Regions from separate parts of the Pan troglodytes genome. Here region 2 is linked to region 1. Evidence: chromatin contacts called from public HiChIP or PLAC-seq data. All regions are on one chromosome and are shown on one strand. Each heading gives the region's core, a stretch centred on a gene start, on an enhancer-like site or on the middle of the called end of the contact. The rest is flanking DNA. Distances are from core to core; before and after follow the strand shown. Region 1 holds the start of PPP2R5C (protein phosphatase 2 regulatory subunit B'gamma). Region 2 holds the start of ZNF839 (zinc finger protein 839).

Region 1 (4,583 bases), core at 1,324-3,823:
TCTGGTGAAGCCTCAGGGAGTTTTCGTTCATGGTGGAAGGCGAAGGGGGAGCAGGCACTTCACATGGTGAAAGCAGGCTCAAGGTGGGGGGAGGTGCCACATACTTTTAAACAACTAAATTTCATGTGAACTCCAAGCGAGAGCTCACTTATCACCAAGGGGATGGCCCAAGCCATTCATGAGGCATCTGCCTCCGTGATTCAAACACTTCCCAGCAGGCCCACCTCCCACATCGGTGATTACATTTCAACATGGATGTGGGTGGGGATAAATATCCTAACCATGTCAGGGACCATCTCAAAAAAGTGTCCCAGAAGAGCAGGGGTTGGAAGAAAAGGAGTTTTGTGTGATGCAAGCAGTGCCTTCATGAACATGGAATGTGGGGCCATCCTGGAAGAGGTAACCCTCAGCCACACACACACACACACACCCACATAATGGCTTTATATCCTATCTCAATAGCTTGTCCTGAATCCCTTCTTTTGGGAACAGGAGCTATATCTATCTTTAGCGTTCCTGTAAATACCACAGCACCCAAGACACTGCAAGAAACCCAGTGTGTTCTACGGGTAGTCGGTAACTAACTGTCATTAAAGATGGTCCTCCCTAATGTGGGCAAATGAAGCCAGTCCAATGGCCAGTGACGTACACATGCAGTTGTACAGGTAATGGTGTTGAGTCAGATTTCTCTGGTTGCTATGGTTTCAAGGTCACTGGATGTTAATCAGGCAGCTTTGCTGGTACCCTGTCCCTATGCTTTCCCTAAAACTCTAAACTGACCTGAGAAACCTCTAACCTGACATGCAACTAGTCCTCTATGCTATATTTCCAGTTGCCATCTTGGACACCTCTACCTACATTTTGCGGACACAGCAACGTGTCCCAAACTGGAATCTTGTTCCCTTGCAAACCTGCCCTCCACTTGCATCCCTTCCTCATCATTCACTGTGTTGCCCAAACTACAAGCATGACCATTCGCTTTTTATCCTCGATTCTGGCTCTCTGTCGCGTCGGCGATCCTTCCCCCCGTTGCTGTGGAGATGCCTCCCTGGCACGCACCTGAACCATAGCTGGATGCTGATTGCTCTTTCTGCCTCCTGCTTTTACTTCCACCGTCACCTCCTCCACACTCCTGCCACCGATGTCTTCTAAAATGCAAATGTGAGTACATCACTCCCCACTTCAGTATCTGTCAGTGACCCTGAAATGCATTCAAAAAGAAGTACAATATCTTGGCAAGGTCTACCAGTCTTAATTCAGCGTCGCTGTTCCTTCAGTCTCATCTCCGGCCATAACAAAACGTCCTGTGCAGTGCTCTGTCATGCTTCCAAGCCTGACCCCCCTCACCCCAGTCCTGTAGACTTGTCACATGTCATGTCCTTCTGATTGCTGTTTTTTTCTATTTCCATGCAAGCATGCGAACTGCTTGAGGACAAGGGTAGTGCCTTGTTCACCATGAAATTTCTGGCATCATGCTTTGCACATAGTAGTTATCCAACAAATGTGGGTCGAATGAATGAATTGTATGCAACACCGGATCAGGAGATACGATACAAGGATTTTGGTGGCAAAGGATTGTCTCAGAGATGCCTCTAAGCCTCCCTAAGAGTTCATGGCCATAAACCAATAGTTTCAGAGCTACTCCTTTCTGATATGGATATATCCTGGACTTATTAAATTGACAGCACATATTTTATTTTTAAAATGTTATTAAGTTAACTAGGGGCATCGCTCTATCCTCAAAATTGTTTTGGAGACACCATTAACCCACTTAAATTATTAATAAAAAAGCCACTTATTCCGCACAAATAGTTGTTTGAGACTGTCCTGCTTACCTACAGATATTCGTCTAAGAGCCCGCAGACATTCAGACACCCGCAGACAGAACTTACTTTCCTGACCTCCCACAACATTCCTCCCTTTAGATCTTTTTTTTCTTACCCCGTCTTTCAGCTTTCTCATTGCAGAACTGCTGAGAATAATGGAAAATGCTTTGCCTGGAAACTTCCAAGAACAAAACTCCGGGGGCTAAGAGAACGCGATGATTTTTAAGCTGCCAGTTAAGATGCAGCTCCTTCATCATCACAGGTGAAGCACCAATGCCTCTCGCACGTGAAATCCGTACGCTCCTAGAGTCTTACTACCTAATGCATTTCTGCAATCTGGGACGCCTGTCCTTAGCGTCTTCAATAGTTTTGGGCACGAGGTGGACCGCGGAAGCATTGTATTGAAAAGTTAACGTTTTTCCCTTGGACACCCTCTCCTCACAGCTATTAACAAGCTGAGAGAAATCAGGTGACTCCCAGTCATGCAGAGGTTTCCTCACCATTTATGATCAAGCCTAATTAAAGAATAAAAATAAAATCCTATTGGCGCAGCGGCCACCAAGTCTTTGAGGCCTCGCCTCGGTGGGCGGGGCCGACGCCGGAGGAGAGGGGCTGCACATGTGGGCGTGACCTCGCGGAAGGAGCTGCGGAGGGCGGGGCCGGCTGGGGAGGGGCGGGGCTGTCGGGTGGGCGGGACCTCGCGGCAAAAGCTGCGGAGGGCGGGACCAACCAGGAAAGGACGGGACTGTCGGGTAGGCGGGACCTCGCGGGAGAAACTGCGGAGGGCGGGACCAACCAGGGAGGGGCGGCGCTGTCGGATGGGCGGGACCTCGCGGGAGGAGCTGCGGAAAGCTGAGCTGGTGAGGGGAGGGGCTGGTCGAGGGGAGGGGTTGGTGGTGGGGAGGGGCTGGCCGAGGGAAGGGGCTGGCCGAGGGAAGAGGAGGGGAGGGGACGGGCTGGTCGAGGGGAGGGGAGGGCAGGGGACGGGCTGGTCGAGAGAAGGGGAGGGCAGGGGACGGGCTGGTCGAAGGGAGGGGACGGGGTGGTCGAGGGGAGGGGACGGAGGGGAGGGGAGTGGAGGGAGGGGAGGGGAGTGGAGGGAGGGGAGTGGAGGGAGGGGAGGGGAGTGGAGGGAGGGGAGGGGAGTGGAGGGAGGGGAGGGGAGTGGAGGGAGGGGAGGGGAGTGGAGGGAGGGGAGGGGAGTGGAGGGAGGGGAGGGGAGTGGAGGGAGGGGAGGGGAGTGGAGGGAGGGGAGGGGAGGCGGGGCCCAGCGGTGTCCCGCGAAACTGCCGCTCGCTCGGTTCCCGGGCCTCCCCGTGCGCCTCAGTGCAAAGCGTGCCAGGCACTCTTGACTGCAACGAGAGCCGCGGCGGTGAGGGGGCAAGGCCAAGAGGCCACGGTTCGCGTTTCGCCGGCTGCAGAAGTTGTTGCCATACATTTCAAATGTGCATTTCCTACGTCTCACGCTCTGTCTTGCGCCTCCACAGCGGGCCACGGCCCTGTCACCGCAGTCGCAGCCACGTGCTCCCTCCCCTGAGTCGGCTCAGCTCTGCTCAGCGGTCAGCCCCGCGCCAGGAGGCCGCGGCCTGCCTGAGGCCGGCTCGCAGCGACTCGCGACGGAGGGCGGGGGCGTGAACGGGTCGCGCGGAGAGGGTGGGGGGAGCAGGGAGCGTTAGGGCACGTGGGGGCGCGTCGACCAATGGCAGGGCGCTGTTGAGGGCAGCGGGGCGGGGCCGGGCGCAGGGGCGGGGCGAGCGGCGGGCGGGGAGGGGCGGGGCGGCCGGCCGGGGGTGGGGAGGAGAGGGGCGGGGCGGGCCGGCCGGGGGAGGGGCGGAGAGACGCCGCCGCTGCCGCCGCCGCCGCCGCCGCCGCCGCCGCGGCTGCCGCAGCCTCTGGGAGCCTGGAAAAGGGGAAGCGAGAGCAAGCGAAAGACTCAGTCCCCGGGCGGCGGCGGCGGCGGCGGCGGCCGCGGGGGCGCGACGGCCGGGGCGGGGGCGCTGCTGCTGCGGGGGCAGGCGGCGGCAGGGGCGGCGGCGGCGGCGGCGGCCCGCTCCAGCCATGCCGAATAAAAACAAGAAGGAGAAAGTGAGTCCGGGCCCGGCCGCGGGACGGAGGGAGCGGGGAGGGACTGCCGGGGGAGGGCGCGACGGCACCGGGGTCCTGCGCCCGGGCCCCGGCTCAGTTCCCCGCCTGACGCCGCGGGCTTCGCGTCCCCGAGGGCGGCCGAGCCAGGCATCCCCGGGCTTCTCTCGGCCTCATGCCCGGTGGGGGCGGGGAGCCCGGGGATCGCGCCGGAGCCGCGGGGCGCAGGCCCGGGCCGCTGGGACCTTCGTGATGGGCCGGGGCTGGGCGTGGAGGGAGGGCGCGGCCCGGGGAGGGGGTCGGAGGGGCGCCCGTTTCCGACAGTGCGGCGTGGGCTTGGGCCGGCAGGTGCGGCCGCCGAGGGGGTTCGCAGCCTCGCAGACTCCCGGAAAGGAGCTTCAGGGATGGGGGCTGTAGACGCCTGGGGAGGGACCCCTGGACGGGGGAAAGGGAGCGAGAAGGGACCGCGCTGAGAGCTGGTAAGGAATTATCTGCCGCCCCGGAGGGACGCTCTGGGGCTCTCAAACACTATTATTATCCTGGGTGGCGGCGGCGGTGAGGGCTGCGAGCAAGGGTGCTGCGTTTGCATTCGGGGGGGGCGGGTATGTTTCTGCTTCAGGTGGAGCTCTGTAGCGTTTCATTATCACCCCAGAAATCCTCACTCATAGGGTTTAG
Region 2 (4,583 bases), core at 941-3,440, 560 kb after region 1:
CCACGCTGCAGGATTTTCGGAGATAAAAACAACACTGAGTTGGCATGTTTGAAAACCTTCTCACTGCGGAGCTAAGCCTCCCATGTGCAATTTGCATTTTTCCTGTGAAAAAAAGCCGCCTTCGCTGTAGGGAGCCGCCTCCCTTCTCCTTGAAGTCCCCTAGGTCTTAGTTTCTGCATCGGGCCAATGGGGATGACTGTGAAGAGGTCGAAAGTCGCGGCTGTGGCGAAGCGGAATGCAGCCAGTGGCGCGGGCTCGGCAGGGAGTCGCTAGGGGGCGGGCGCGGGCTTGGAGCCCTCTTAGGCGCTCCCGTGGGGGCCCAGCATCAAGCGGCCGGTTAGCTCAGTTGGTTAGAGCGTGGTGCTAATAACGCCAAGGTCGCGGGTTCGATCCCCGTACGGGCCAGTCTAGCTTTTTTTTTTTTTCGGTCCCCCCAATGTTCCTTTCTGATACTGTAACCGGCGTGCAGGCAGGAGAGAATTGCGGAATCTTTTGGACTGGGCCCAGAGGTTGTCCAAGGCTACCTGCTGGGGAGAGCGGGAGGAACTCAGAGCGCGCTGGGGCGGTGGCTCCTCACCCCGAGTCCCCGCGCCGCCACCTGAAGGGTCTGTTTTAGAATGCCATTGGTTAGGCCTTTTACTTTTGTCGTTTTAAAGGACACTCTGGACATCCAAACAGATGCACATCCCCCGCCCCCACCCCCCACGTTTCCTGAGGCTGCGTCTGGCCTGGAGGAACCGCCCAGTGAAGACAGGTGCTCGCAGATATCACCGCCTAGTGTTCCCTGGGCCCCCTTGCGGGGAAGTCTTGGAGGTGAAAATCCAGGTCTGGAATGAATGCATTCCACAGATGCATAAGGAGAGCTACTGCATGCCCAGCACCGTTCTAGGCTGGGAGCAAAACGGTGAGACACAAACCCCAACCCGCTGGAGACAGTGACAACCACTAGATGACTGCCATGTTTTTAGTGAGGCGTTCAGGTTGTGGAAGCCTCTGGAAACCTTCTCTTGCTTTTTATCCCCCCTCTTTTCTTTTCGGAGACATCTTAGGCTTCACATTTCTTCCTCTTGGTTCTACATTTTGAAGCCAGAGCAAGTGGATGAATTTCTCACTCGGTTCGTTTCTAGGGTGGTCAGGTGTGCTCAGCTGAACAAAAGCCGGTTGTATAAGGTTGATGCCATTTTATGTCAGGATCCGGCAAGGGCTCCACCTGTTTTTGAAAATTCTACAGTGGAAACAGCTACTAGTTCTGACCTAAATAAGAAGCAGCTCAACATCTGCAGACCTTGGTATGTGCCCAGGGTGTAGTAAAAGTTCTCAATAAATGCCAGCCGATGGCGCTGCTGCTATTATAAGCAAAGTTAGGAGAGCCTGGGGCAGCTGACACTTAAAATAGACACCTGTACACAGGATGGATGTCACATCGTTTAATAGTCGTGCCAGGCACGTTGTTAGATGCAGGGACACAGCATGGAGGAATCGGTGGAGGTTGCTGCCCTCAAGTTTCCTGAGCTTGAAGGGGTTTAGAATATGCCACGGTGGCATGAAAATTATTTTGAACAGAAGGCATGTGAATTCCTGAAATCTGGTCGGGTGTGGTGGCTCACACCTGTAATCTCAGCACTTGGGAAGGCCGAGGCGGGTGGATCACCTAAGGTCAGGGTTTCAAGACCAGCCTGACCAACATGATGAAACCCCGTCTCTACTAAAAATACAAAAATTAGCCAGGCATGGTGGCGGACGCCTGTAATCCCAGCTACTCAAGAGGCTGAGGCAGGAGAACCGTATGAACCCAGGCGATGGAGGTTGCAGTGAGCCGAGATCGTGCCACTGCACTCCAGCCTGGGTGACAGAGTGAGATCTTGTCTCAAAAAAAAAAAAAAAAAAAAATTGTGGTAAGATACCCATAATATAAAATTCACCATTAAAAAATAACACGGAAGGGATCATCGTGAATGCAATGTGAGTATTGATGAGGATGATGGTGATCTTCCAGAACCTTCTCTGACGCCACCCAGGCCGCCAGCCTTACTTTACCGGCTTCAGCGCTCATCACACTGTGCTGCAAATGCCAGTTTCCTCCTTCCCCCTTGGGAAGTTTCCTCCTTGGGGGTCGGCACCTAGACTGTATACCCCCCAGGGCGGAAACAGCGGTTCACCCACCAGGTGCTTAATAAGGGTTTGTGGACCAGTGGACCTCCTGCTCTCCCTGGGGAAAGGAGCTGGGACATGTGTACACACCTGCAGCTACAAGATTCGGAGGGCGCACAGAGCCTCAACCGTAAGAAGGAGAGGCGATCAGGCTGAGGAAGATGGGGCAGTGGAGCTGGATGGATAGAGAGAGGGTGGGTTCATTCATTCGTTCACTCATTCGTTTATTCATATTCGTCCATCCATCATTCATGCCCTGAGCGTGCGTTGTGTTCTGGGCAGGGCCTGTGCTGAGCACCGATTGTGTAATATATCATCTCTCCCTTCAAGCTGCACCCAATCTGGGTGGGTGGGTAGAGAGAAGCTAGGGTGACAAGGCAAAAATTTGGGAAACACTCTCGTTAACAATTCAAACTGTGGTCCCCTCTCAGATGTATAAATCCAAATGTTTAGGGGTGGGCACAGTACTCTGCATCTCCAGACAGCATCCTCCGCTGATTCGGATGCATGATGACGTCAGAACACTTGGATAGTGTGGTAACTTTTGGGCCAGGGGCTCTGGAACACCGAAGACCTCCCCCTGGGAGATCCGGGACAGCTCCCGGAGAAGGTGAGTCTTAAACACATCCGTGACAGGCAATAAGGAAAATAAGGGGGGTCCGCTCTGCTGATCAGCCCTAGGAGCCGCGGCGGTTGTCGGCTGGGGCGGGGCACTCCACGACTTTCCCGGCCAGACACGGTCGCCTTCCGAGGTGTCTTGGCCTGCGAGGCACTCGTAGCCTGCCCCTCTCCTAGGTGACGTACATTGGAGACGCCGTCGCTCAGCGACCCCGGTTCGAGTCCCCGCCTCGGCCGCCATGGCGGATGCGGAGCCGGAGGCTGGGGGCGGCAGCGAGGATGGTGGCGGCGGCGGCGGCGGCGGCGGCCCGGCTCCTCCGGGCCAGAGCGGCAGCGTCGCACGTGTGGCCCCGCTGGGCCCCGAGCAGCTGCGGCAGGTCCAGGAGCAGGTGACGAAGGCGCAGCCGCCGCCGCCGCCGCCGCCCCACTTCGTGCTGCAGGACGCGGCGCGGCGGCTGCGGGACGCGGCCCAACAGGCCGCCCTGCAGCGGGGCCGGGGCACCGAGTCCCCGCGCTTGCTCCCGCCCCAGGTGAGGCGTCGGGAGGGACGTGGGGAAACTGAGGCCCGAAGAGGGCCGACGCCCCGCGGCGGGGCTAGCTGCTTGTCCGGGGAGGCCAGTATCCGCCCGGGTTAAGACTCAGGGCGTCCCCAGGCTGAGCTTCTTAGGGACGGCGTTCGGCCCCCACCTGTCACCACCCTGGCATTTTCACCCCAGGAGCCTCACTCTAGGAGCGGTTGCTCACGCTGGGCCCTGTGCCTGGAACGCCCTCGTGCCTTCTCTGCCTTCACAGCCCTGCTGGGGGCTTTTGCGTGCTCCCTAGCTCTTCTTACAGGCCTTTCACCGCTGGTTCAGCCTTTGTGGAGCACTTAGAGACCGTGTTCCCAGCACTCCCCACTATGTGCAGGAAGTGAAGCCTTGAACACACTTGGTGAAGAACGAACATAAGGCAGGTTCTAGGATTGACGGGGGCTGCTTTAGATTGGGTGGTCCCGTAGGCCAGACACTGGAGCTGAAACATAAATGAATTAAAAGGAACCAACTTAGCTTTTCAGTTGTAAGGTGCCAAGGCCCAGGCTTGGAACAAAGTTAAGCACAATACACTAGTTCGCTGCAGGACTTAACATCCTGGGTGATAGTGACTGATTTGTAACCGCAGTACCCAGCACAGTGCCTGATACACAATGTTTGGAATATGTGAAAGCACTCTGTATACTACAAAACATCCTTTCCCGGTGGGTTTATTTCCTGGGCCACTCCCCTAGTGGGCTAGGGGAGTGATAACTAGAAGACGGTCGCCCACCTCCGGAGGGTGTAGCATAGCGCCTGAAGCCAGAGGGCCTACACGGCATCTGTAAAATTCCACCCCATTTCAGCGCTGGGGTTGTAAACAAAATTAGTCTCACCCCAAAATTGCCAAAAGAAGACAGCTTTTTCCACTAGAAGAAACGGGTTAGGGAATAGAATCAGGAACCTTCACTCGTTGAGTTTTTTTGACTGATGTTAGCTGCTTAGGGTTGTATCCAGTTAATCATCGAGACTGGAGAGTTGTCTTGCTAAGGTTTAGGAAGACGAGTGTGATTCTGTCCAGATGCCACACTATCACTATCTAGAGGTGTGACCTTGGGTAAGTCAACCTTTTTGGACTTTGGTCTGGGTCAGAAGGCTGCAAGGTGCCATCTGGGGGCAGCCATCTGCAAAGCCTCTGCTCTGCGCCCGGCACTGTGCTGGGCCGCTCAGTTTTCAGCAGTGTTTTTGTACCGGCATTTTTCAGGTGGGAAACAAGCTCAGGGAGGTTGCGTGGCTTTGCCCAAG

What was found. HiChIP or PLAC-seq counts read pairs in DNA pulled down with a chosen protein or histone mark.
Region 2: a contact with region 1 is called in an H3K4me3 HiChIP or PLAC-seq map of stem cell-derived excitatory neurons, with 3 times the contacts expected there. The contact joins the promoter of ZNF839 here to the promoter of PPP2R5C in region 1. A contact is called at or near these places in 1 of 7 Hi-C or Micro-C datasets (stem cell-derived neural progenitor cells) and 1 of 1 datasets of contacts at active chromatin or transcription factors (stem cell-derived excitatory neurons).

What each region holds. Positions count from the first base shown.
Region 1 is chr15:99,774,332-99,778,914 of NHGRI_mPanTro3-v2.0_pri, forward strand. PPP2R5C (protein phosphatase 2 regulatory subunit B'gamma) reads left to right here and starts at 2,574. Exons shown (of 14, transcript NM_001280086.1): 1 at 2,574-2,686. The coding sequence starts at 2,645.
Region 2 is chr15:100,330,844-100,335,426 of NHGRI_mPanTro3-v2.0_pri, forward strand. It overlaps ZNF839 (zinc finger protein 839), which reads left to right and starts at 2,191. Exons shown (of 8, transcript XM_063793896.1): 1 at 2,191-2,761. It overlaps TRNAI-AAU (transfer RNA isoleucine (anticodon AAU)), which reads left to right and starts at 332; the gene lies at 332-405.